3 separate regions of the Mus musculus genome follow, and all the other regions are linked to region 3. A link is a contact called in public Micro-C and promoter capture Hi-C data. All regions are on one chromosome and are shown on one strand. The core of a region is the stretch at or near the end of the contact, and the rest is flanking DNA. Distances in the headings are between cores, read along the strand shown.

The links. Promoter capture Hi-C pulls out the DNA fragments that hold promoters and counts their contacts. Hi-C and Micro-C count contacts between places; a contact is called where the count stands out from the background.
Region 1: a Micro-C map of embryonic stem cells shows a contact between it and region 3, with 3 times the contacts expected there. The contact joins the enhancer-like site here to the promoter of Cntrl in region 3. A contact is called at or near these places in 1 of 15 datasets of contacts at CTCF or cohesin (CD8 T cells), 4 of 484 Hi-C or Micro-C datasets (B cells, CD8 T cells, Th1 cells and 1 more), 5 of 115 datasets of contacts at active chromatin or transcription factors (CD8 T cells, bone marrow-derived dendritic cells, effector CD8 T cells and 1 more) and 3 of 9 other capture datasets (adipose tissue, liver and pancreatic islet).
Region 2: a contact with region 3 is called in a promoter capture Hi-C map of the C10 cell line, with 3 times the contacts expected there. The contact joins the enhancer-like site here to the promoter of Cntrl in region 3. A contact is called at or near these places in 11 of 39 promoter capture datasets (the C10 cell line, the HPC-7 cell line, HPC-7-derived erythroid cells and 6 more), 2 of 15 datasets of contacts at CTCF or cohesin (CD8 T cells and pro-B cells), 27 of 484 Hi-C or Micro-C datasets (B cells, CD4 T cells, CD8 T cells and 18 more), 25 of 115 datasets of contacts at active chromatin or transcription factors (the 230-238 cell line, CD8 T cells, Th17 cells and 14 more) and 4 of 9 other capture datasets (adipose tissue, embryonic stem cells, liver and 1 more).

What each region holds. Positions count from the first base shown.
Region 1 is chr2:34,943,107-34,946,470 of GRCm38.p6, forward strand. Traf1 (TNF receptor-associated factor 1) reads right to left here. Exons shown (of 10, transcript NM_001326601.1): 9 at 2,292-2,440; 10 at 1-985. The coding sequence ends at 767. Among named protein-coding and RNA genes, the nearest start is that of Gm52552, 6.5 kb to the right of the region's middle. Within about 2 kb of position 1,870, at least 98 of the 459 cell types and tissues checked have an H3K27ac peak or open chromatin away from gene starts, as enhancers often do. A contact at or near this core is called in B cells, CD8 T cells, Th1 cells and 3 more, where this site is marked.
Region 2 is chr2:34,889,224-34,892,521 of GRCm38.p6, forward strand. Cutal (cutA divalent cation tolerance homolog-like) reads left to right here. Exons shown (of 6, transcript NM_030021.3): 6 at 1,057-2,910. The coding sequence ends at 1,159. Among named protein-coding and RNA genes, the nearest start is that of Cutal, 16 kb to the left of the region's middle. Within about 2 kb of position 1,353, at least 5 of the 459 cell types and tissues checked have an H3K27ac peak or open chromatin away from gene starts, as enhancers often do.
Region 3 is chr2:35,107,920-35,111,122 of GRCm38.p6, forward strand. It overlaps Cntrl (centriolin), which reads left to right and starts at 1,577. Exons shown (of 44, transcript NM_001379274.1): 1 at 1,577-1,710.

The sequences.
Region 1 (3,364 bases), core at 620-3,119, 160 kb before region 3:
GGTGAGCTCTTTCTTGGGTGTGCTTCTGTCTGTCTGTTGGGTAACTGGGCTGCTAGGTTTAGAGGTTTAGGTGAATGGGAAGCTGAAGGGGAGGGGGACCCTGGGTATTGCTCCAGAATCCTCTGTGGGTGTGGTCTCACACCTGAAGCTTGCAATTCAAGGCTTTTGTTATTTGTTTTGTCGGTAAAAACATCAAAGATCTCCAGATGCAGCCAGAAAGCATTTCCCAGGGCAGTTTCTGGGTTTACCTGTTTGCGTGTCTGTTAACATAGGAACTCAGTCCAGGGCAGGTTAAATTCACATTAATGTCTGACCCTTCTGCCCTGTGGTTCTAGTTTTGAGTCTGAACAGAGAGATGGGGGCATTTTTCCAGTTATGCCCTGACCTCGAGAGAATGTCCTGGTAGGAGTGCCCCTCCACTTAGGCCCCATAGCCTTGGCTCAATGTCCAAGCCTCAGGCCTGGCTCTTTTCATCCTGATCTAGGCTGGTCTCAACATTCAGAAGCTGCTGGCATGCTGGCCTCCTGGTGTCGTGTAGTCTGTGTGAAAAGAGCACTTCTGTCTTCTCCTCCACTCTGTCTCTGTACGCACACGTTTCTCCAGCCTCACATCAGCCATAACCAGCATGCTGTGGCGCTGAAGTCATGCCAGCCTTGGCTCCTCCTTGTCGTGGGCTGTGGGCTCCAAGGGCAGGCAGGGCCTGGCTGTCTAGCTAAGTCCCCCAGTCTAAGCTGGTTCTGTCAGGAGACACCCCCTCCCCCCATCCCTAAGCACTAGTGTCCACAATGCATTTGAGGAACATTGTGTCATCTTTGACGTAGGCGTGCTTGGGTGACTGCAGCTTGCTGAGGGGGAAGAAGAGCGGGCAGCCGCTGGCCACGTTGGTCTCACTCTGTGGCCGCTGGAAGGAGGCTGAGCTCAGGTCAGGCCGGAAGGCATCAATAGCATGCTCTCGGTTGTTCTGGTCAAGTAGCATAAAGGTGACCTGTAGGGTAGAGGCAGGTAGATGGTCAGGCTTCAGAGGACGGCACTCTCCCTCATGGAAGGCCAGTGTTTGGGGTCAGAGGGGCTGCATGCACACTGCTTGGGCTGTGCCTCTGACCCTTAGTTTACACGGAGTGGAGGCGGCAGTGTCAGGACTTCACATCTGTGCGTGGGAGTGGGAGGAACATCTGGTACTGTGGCAGCTTCAGGCTTTACCCTTCACTGGCCCACACAGCAGGAAGGCAGTGGAAATTCTGTGTGTGTGTGCATGTGTGTATACGTGTGTGTGTGTGTGTGTGTGTGTGTGTGTGTGTGTATAAACAGAGGTCACCATTTAGGTGTCTTCCTTAATTGCTTTCCTTATTTATTTAGATTTGGAGATAACTGGTTAATTAATGTATGCTGACTGTCTAGCAAGCTCCACAGGTCCTCATGTCCCCTCCTTCTCAGTTCTGGGATGGCAGGTGCCTGTACTTGATTTTTTTTTTTTTTTTTTTTTTTGGAGACAGGGTTTCTCTGTATAGCCCTGGCTGTCCTGGAACTCACTTTGTAGACCAGGCTGGCCTCGAACTCAGAAATCTGCCTGCCTCTGCCTCCCGAATGCTGGGATTAAAGGCGTGCACCACCACGCCCGGCTCTGTACTTGATTTTTGATGTGGATTCTGGGGAACTGGACTCATCATTTGAGCCCTCTCCCTAGGCCAACAGCAGTGGGGATTCTGATGTCATAGTTACATTGGCAGCTGAGACTAAGATGTACTGACAAGAAGGCTGGACACAGGCACCTAGCCTTGGCTTCTGACTCAGAAACTCGAGCTGGGACCTCCCTCCACTCTGCAGAGAAACCTACTTCCGCTGGGGGCGGGGCTTCTGTCAAGTCTTGGGACTTCCGCAGAGCTGAGCGTCTTTACCCAGAGCAGACCACTTAACCTCCCTGAGAAGTGGATCACCTAAGCACGACGCAAACTCTGCCCTGGCACAAGCCCTTGAATATACCCCAGGAAACACTGCTTCTCACTATCCACTGAGGCTGTTTTTAAACTTGCTGGCACCGGAATTCCTGGGGAGGGCTTTAGATAGGCTAGCGCTTGTTTAATCTCTCCTCGGGATGCCCTGTTCCAGAAACAGCAGCTCCTGCTCAGAGGGTTGGGGGAGTCCTGGCTGCGGGATTTGCATTCGGCTTCATTTTATAGAAGGAAATGGATTAAAGTAACTAAAGGAGGCTTGCCCAGGTCTTCAAGTCCATGGCTAAAGTCAGCAGGGCCCACGTTACCATGCCGTCCCCTCAAACCATCTTCTCCCCATACCTTGTTCCTGAAAGGCCAGGGCAGGAGAGCATCGTATTCTCCTCTCATGATCACGATGAAGAGGGACAGGTGGGTCTTCTTGCCTGAGCCATCCCCGTTCAGGTACAAGCGCAGGCACAACTTGTAACCATACTTGGCAGTGTAGAAAGCTGCAAGGTGAAGCCAGTGTCAGTACAGGGCAGCAGGGCGGCACTGGGCAGTGAGGATGAGGGGGTGGGGTTCAGCAGGAACCCTGAGGATATCGGGGTTTGGGGCCCAGCCCTCTTCTCTAGGAAAGTGCTGAGGTAGGTCATGCTCTAATTGCCTAGCCCTGGGGCTGGCACCTGCCCTTCTGATCACAGGGAAGGCCCCATATTTGACAGTGCTGACTCAGCAGTGGGGGTGAGCTAGCATTTGTGGTTTTAATTCTTCCATGGGGTGCCTTGAGGCTTGCCTCCCAGTTACACTTGGGAGCTACCATTTTAACGAACCATCAAATAGCTAGAGACTGAGGAAGTGGCTGGGTATTGTTTTATGACCCAGAACAGAATTCGGGTTAAGGCCCAGGCCTACCAAATCTTGGCATTGAGTCTTCTCTGTTACCCAAAGGTTGGGCCCTCCCTGGAGGCTGGTATGAGAAGGGTACTTTTTGGTTTTGCTAAAAATCCTTAGGAATGGCTCCAAGAGGCAAGACATCGCCAGTGACCAAGCCTGGGGTCCTATGGAGCTCTTTCCCTGATGGCACATTCTTGGGAAGGGCTCTGCACAGCTCTAAGCAGCCCCTGCTGGGGACCCCACCTCTTTGGCTTCAGTTTATTTTTATGTAAAATGAGGCTGGGAGGACAAGCACTTGGCAAGGCTCTCAAAGGTCACATTCAGGGATGGCAAGGTCCTACCAAGTCACTACTCTGTAAAATCATTGTTTTGAGCAAGGGACCCAGAAACAAAGAGCCACCCATTTACCGTTGCCATGGTTTGCCCATCGTGCACACAGCTCCCCAGTGCCTGACTCGCTCCTCTGCCTCCTACTGAAGATTGCTTCCTGGAGAGTTCCTCATTTGCTCCACTCTCACCATTGAACGTAGGCTCCCAAG
Region 2 (3,298 bases), core at 103-2,602, 220 kb before region 3:
TGAGTGTCAATTCTAACCACAGAGAAGGGCCTTTTGTTACCACCTCAGTAGAGGTGAAGGGATGAGGCAGCTTGGGTGACTCAAAACCTGTGAGGGACAGCTCCCAGGTTGTCATCTGTATGAGAATACATGAAGTATACCTGAGAAGTGTTTCAACAGTTCATCTTACTGCTAAGACATTCAGATTCTTTAAATTCCATGTCTGTTTATTAAAAAAAAAAAAAAAAAGATTCCGGCCTTGGTGTCCATGAAATAAGTTCATCGAATTGATAGTCTCAGGTTCTTAATAAAACAGCCCTACTTGCTGTGAATGCCACACTACTTATAAACAGACTACAGTTAATTAAACATGTTATTGCATGAGAACATTCCAGTGGCTCTAAGTTGATCAGAAAGCAAATAATTATTACCCTCAGCTGATACACGAGAGACAATGTGAAAAGAACAGGCATTGTGTGCTGCGTGCCTGGTGAACAGAGCAGAGAGGCAGGGGCCTGAGCCAGGCTTGTCAGTTAGGGCCCCGTGGGAAGCTCAGGGATTGTTTGGCCTTGAGGCTCAAGAGAGGGGATTCTGGCTGATCAGTAGGAACAGGGAGGGATTTCTAGGTAGGAAGGAATATGGAGGCTTTGGAGAAGGGGCAGGAAGATGTAGCAATGTGTGTGGATGACGATGGAAAGAGTAGTGAATATGAGTGTGTGCAGTCTTGATCACTAGCTAGGTGCTTTGGACACCCTGTCTTAGCTAGTCCTCAGCGAGCCACTCAAAAGGTTTGTTTTTATCCTCTTTTGTAGGGATGTTCTGAGAAATTAAAAGACATAGCCAGTAGTTTCCAGATCTAGTAAGGGCAGGCATAGAATTTGAACCCATTTCTCTAGGACTCTAAAGGCACCTGACCCAACCCAGTACCTGTTGAATGGGAAATAGGCTCGGGCAGGCTGGGCCATGACATTGGACATCGGCTGATTGTTCGGGGCCTCTAGAGAGCCTATGGGTTGGGTTTTATCATGTAGGTTGATCCTACCAGTCACTCACTATGGTTCTGCTTTCTTTCCAAAGGTTGGCGCATCCTTTTGAAATCCCAGAGGTCTTCAGTATTCCCATGGACCAAGGAGATGCTCGCTTTTTACGATGGCTTGAGGAGGGAATGAAGGAGAACTAAGGAGAGAGAACCTTATTGTGCAGGCTTCTGCCTCTAGCCTTTGTTGACTGTGTTCTGGGAAAAAGCAGGCCTCCTTCTGCCTCCCATTGAATGTTCCTAACAGCAGACAGGTTCTAGCTGACCTGTGCATGCTGAATGAAGGGCTGAGAATGTCAAGGCTGGAAGTGAAAGCCAATCAGGCCTCCAAGAACCAAGTGGAACCGGTTTCGTGTGTTTGCAGGTGGCCTGAGGGTACGTGGGTAAGGATGAGAGACTGAGGGGAGGCAGCAGTGACGGTGAGGTTTCTCGTCTTCAGGCTCTGGGCTGACCATAAAGTACCTAGGGTATGATTGTTCCTCTGTTTCTTGTGGGGATAGGTGACCTTGATCATCTAGGGGTGTGTGGGAGAGCTACTTTCTAAAACAATTGATATGGGCTCTATTCAAAACAATGAACAGTCCTGGTACGATTAGAGGTCAACAGAATTGATTCTTGCTTTTGAATCTTACAGAGGTGAAGCTAGAAAAGGGGTGCCCGAGCCTAAACAGACTAGGGGGATATTAGGGCTTCAACACAGACTCATGGGTTGGGACTAAATCTTGATTTTTTTTTTTTACTGGATTTAATATACTAGACACAAATATCCTGGAGATGTAGGTTCTGAGCCCTGGGAACCTGCTGGCCAGTGTGGTTTGTTTGTTTGTTTGTTTGTTTGTTTGTTTGTTTTGGATTTGCTAGACAGAGCTTCTGAGGTTGACAGAGGAACCCCTGAACTTCTCAAGGAATGTGACCATCATCCACGCTCCAAGTGAAACTGTCAGAAGTTTGTAAATCACTGTTGTGATTCTCTCCATTTTATGCATTATCACAAAGCAGTGCATTTCATGGAATTTCAGAAGGGGGCCATATTGAATCACAGACTATCCAAGGTTTTTCATACCATGCTGAGGTGTAAGCTACACCAGTATCTTCTACGCTGGTCCCAGGCATCTCTGAAGAGAAGAGGGAAGGATGGGGGATGCTGAGCCCAAAGCTGTGAAAATGCAGAGGTGAAACAAACCCCATTCCTGAATCTCACAAGCTAACTCCAGTGGGCAGCCCACGGGTGGTTAGAGTTGGGATACAGACGGCTATAGTGTCCTGGTCTCTTCAATGGCAGTGGGAGGGGTGGGTTCACATAAGACAAATAGAACCACATTCTAGTTCTAATTGCTGTGTGTCTCCCACCTTGATGTCCCCAAATACCAGATGGTCCAAGGGCATACCTCTGAAAACCTGATCAGCACTGTAGCTTGAGGCCCTTCCAAAGGACTAGAGAATTCCACTGGTGGCTGAGGAGTGGAGATTTCTGGTCTTAAAATACCAGTTTCTGAAGTATACACAAGTCTTGAAAACCCTACTTAAAATGACCCCAGATGGACCATGTTGCTTTTTGGAGAAAGTCCAGTTTATAGGTCTTCCTTTCAGAACGCTGTCCTTTCCATTCCCACCTCAAGTGTCCCCTGTGTGGCAGATGGGTGACCCTACCCTGCACTGTCCCTGTGCTCATGAAGTCCCCTCTACCTTTGAAAAGCCTCTCTCCTGGGTCGGAGGTCAGAGGCCTGTCTGAATCTTGTTGATCTCTTGCCCAAGGCTTAAGAATTACTTCCCAAGTTGACATTTCAGTTTCAAGGATTTAAATAAACAAAGCTTTCTCTACACCATGAATTTACTTTTAAGTTGTAATAGGCATAATGTCTATTTTTTTTAAAAAAAATCTAAGAGACTATTATACCTGTGGTTTTAATTGATTTGTATTCTGTGGTATGTATGTCATCAACATAACCTTTCTTGAGCTGTTTAGGAAGCTTCTTATCCTTTTTTTTTCTTTTCTTTTCTTTTTTTTTTTTTTTTTTTTTGGTTTTTCGAGACAGGGTTTCTCTGTATAGCCCTGGCTGTTCTGGAACTCGCTCTGTAGACCAAGCTGGCCTCGAACTCAGAAATCCGCCTGCCTCTGCCTCCCAAGTGCTGGGATTAAAGGCGTGCGCCACCATGCCCGGAGGAAGCTTCCTGTCTTATTTTGGCTAAGTTAGGCTTATCCGTTATCCCCATTTTGCTGGTGGAATCTAAGGCCAGAGGGCATGAGCCACCTAAGGGGAACATGAGGATGTGAACAGGAGT
Region 3 (3,203 bases), core at 327-2,826:
GACTGGACTGATGAATTGACTCTGGCACAGTGTAATCTGACGATGGAACTCATCTGAATGCCATTACAGATTAGGGAAAACAATCATGAGTTTGTGCAATTAATCCAAGTCTCTGGCTGAAAGACAAGTACCAAAGACCAGAATCTCACCAATGTACACTGAACTAATACCTAACATCTGAACTTTGTCTGAAAATAGGTCCAAAGTCCTTTCAAGGTTAAATAGATCTTTGCATAGAGTTTGCTTTCCAACAGCCAAAAATTGTGCTGCAAAGTTGCGGAGAAAGAGAGGACCATGCCCACCAGATCCAATAGTGCCTCCTGCTGGAAATGATCAGAACTTCCCATTAGGTCAAACGACCTCAGCTTCTACAAACAGGCTTCATGCTGCTTAAAAGGTTCCCCTTCATATTTAGCGTCACCACACCAGACGTTTGCATAATTCATACTGAACTGCATTTGTGCATTACTTATGTTTTCTTCAAACCGCCCTGAATTACTTAATGTCCAGCTCATTGCCAACTTTCCCAATCCTTCCTGGGGTTTGTACAAGCTGTTCTCTTTGCCAAGCAAACACCTGCCCTTGGTTAAACTCTTCTTTCAGAGTTAAGATGAAAGTTGACTTCTAAGAAGTCTTGCTTAATGATAAAAATTAGACTTATCAGCTACTGTTCTAAGTTCTTTCAAATCATTAAGGTTAACTGCTGGAAATGGGGACGATTATATGTTACATGAGAGTAGAAATTGAGGCAGAAAGGAAATTTGTAAAAGTGTTAGAAAAATGAGCCAGGAAGTTTGTGGTAAAGAAAGGAAACGTTAATGCCTGACTGGAGAACAAGGTAGTTAAGAAAGATGATGGAGAGGGTGCAGAGATGGCTCAGTGCTTAAGAGCATATAACTGCTCTTCCAGAGGCCCCAGGTTCGATTCCTCTACCCAAATGGCAGCTCACAAAGGTCTGTACCTGCAGTTATGTGGGATCTGATGCCCTCTTCTGGCCTCCGCAAGCACATGGTGCAGACAATTAGGAAATACAGTAGAAGGCTGCTCTTTGGGGCATGATCTGCTCAAGTCTCTGTAAATGCTTGCTTTAGTTCTTTTGTACTAACATAAGGGGCACTCTTGGACTGTGAATCCTAGGATCATATAGCTCAAGTGAATGGTCACTGGAGCCCAAGCAGTCTTGAGGTGCAGCCACGTCCGGCTCGATCAGTTTCCAAGTATGACAATTTGCCTCCAAAATAGTCGCGTAAAGGATAGTGTGCATCGAGACACGGGAGAGCTCAAGGCCTGCCTTCCATCATCCCAAGATCGAATGCTGTGAACATCTCCATACTGGTTCCTCCGGTTGTTGCCTTAGGGAGAGGAACGTAAGCCTTCCCCCATTGCTTCAGTGGAAAAAATCTCTCCTCACAGACTCGGCGCCCAGAGGGCTGACCACAGCCCGCCAGGTTCATACCCGGAAGCTTCGCACCCCCAAATTGAGCGCGCGCAGAGGCGGCAAGGGTGGCGGGAAGCGCCTCCGCCCCGTCCCGTCCACTAGTCCGTGTCGGGGGCGTGGCGATAACAAGCCCCGCCCACACCAAGCTGGCCCTCTCGGCAACCGGCACAACACAACAAAATGGCTGCTGTGCTGTCGGTCTCCTGAGGGGAAGTATCCCGGCGTCTCCGCCTCGCCCCTCCCGCTAGGCCGTTCCTTCCCGTGCTGAGGCGGTGAGTGTACTTCGGCGTCCGGACCGAGCCTGGGTGGCGGGCGGCAAAGGCCGGAAAGCCCTGGTCCAGCGTGAGGTGTGCCGGCTCCGGACGCATTCGGGGCGGGGGAGTGTGCTTGGAAAGGGGATTGGACGGGAAGGAGGAGGGCCGGGGCCGGCGTGGGCAGGGGAGGGAGGGCAGGGGAGGAGAGGCGTGCACAGCCTAGGTCGGGGCGCTGCTGAGTCGCAAAGTTGGGGTGCGGCGCTTAGAAGGATGAGGTTCCCGCAGAGAGGGAAGAGTGCCGGGGTGTGTCACCGTCTGCGGGATAACTGCGATGGAGATGGGCTGGCGGTCCTGAGGGCTCTGCTGTTTAACCTCAGTTCTGTGACTCTGAGCTTGTTCCTTTTTTCCTTTTTGAAGCATGTGTGGATGATGGGGGTGGGGGGACGGACACGGGACACATATCGTGATGCGCATATGGAGGGCAAAGGACAACTTTGTGGAGTCGGGTTTTCTCCACTTTTCCGTGGGCTACAGATACAGAACTTAGAACGTCAAATTAGCACAGAAAATGCCCTTACCCACCGAGCCATCTCACTGGGGCTCTGGGCATGTCCCTTAACCACTTCCTAGATGTCTTAGTTAAGGTTTCCATTGCTGTGGTAAGACATTGTGACAGAAAGCAACTCCGGGAGGAAAGGGTTTATTTGGCTCCCATGTCTCTGGTTGCAGTGCATTCTATATCACTAGACAATTCAATTATTTTGTATCCTACATCATAGTCTTCTCTTAAAAAATCTGAAATTATAAACCATCTAGAATTATTCTTATCAAATCCTCATTAAATTATTATGAGGTCCTATGTTACTTCCCCTGATTAGTAAATTATTACTTCTAAGTAATGATTCCTATAGAATTAGGGAAGTATTCAGTGGGTTCCAGAAACCTGGATCACTGAAAGATTAAGTGATGGTTCCACACCCCTGCTTCCCTCCCTGAGTTGCCATAGCTCCTGTGAAGTCTGCATGTAGAAACACACACTATCTCATAGGCTGACCCTCTCAGTGAATCAGGGTTCTGAGAATGGACAGCACTTATGGACAGAAATAGAATCTGCAAGGACAGCTTCGTTGGTTGCAGATGAGCATTTGTCTTATTTGAAGATGGTCTGATACCACACTCAGCTAGTTTTTTCAAAAGTATATTGTTAAACTGGGCTTTCAGTTTCGTTTTGTACATGAAGGTAGTATTTGGCTATAGGGAAACTCAAGGCCAAAGGAAAGCAGCCTCAGGCCAAATTCAACTTATATAAAGATTTGTATGCAACATTCTATTACAATATCCTTTTCTGATACCAACTTGTCATTGGATTGAAAACTACTTAATATACTATCTCACTAAATATTTTTTTTCCTAAAAATTAGCTGTACGTTTGAGAACTGAGGGTCTACATTAGGTTGCCCAAGGTGATGTTTAAAGGGAACAAAAAGGAATTGTGGAGGAGCGCTGACATT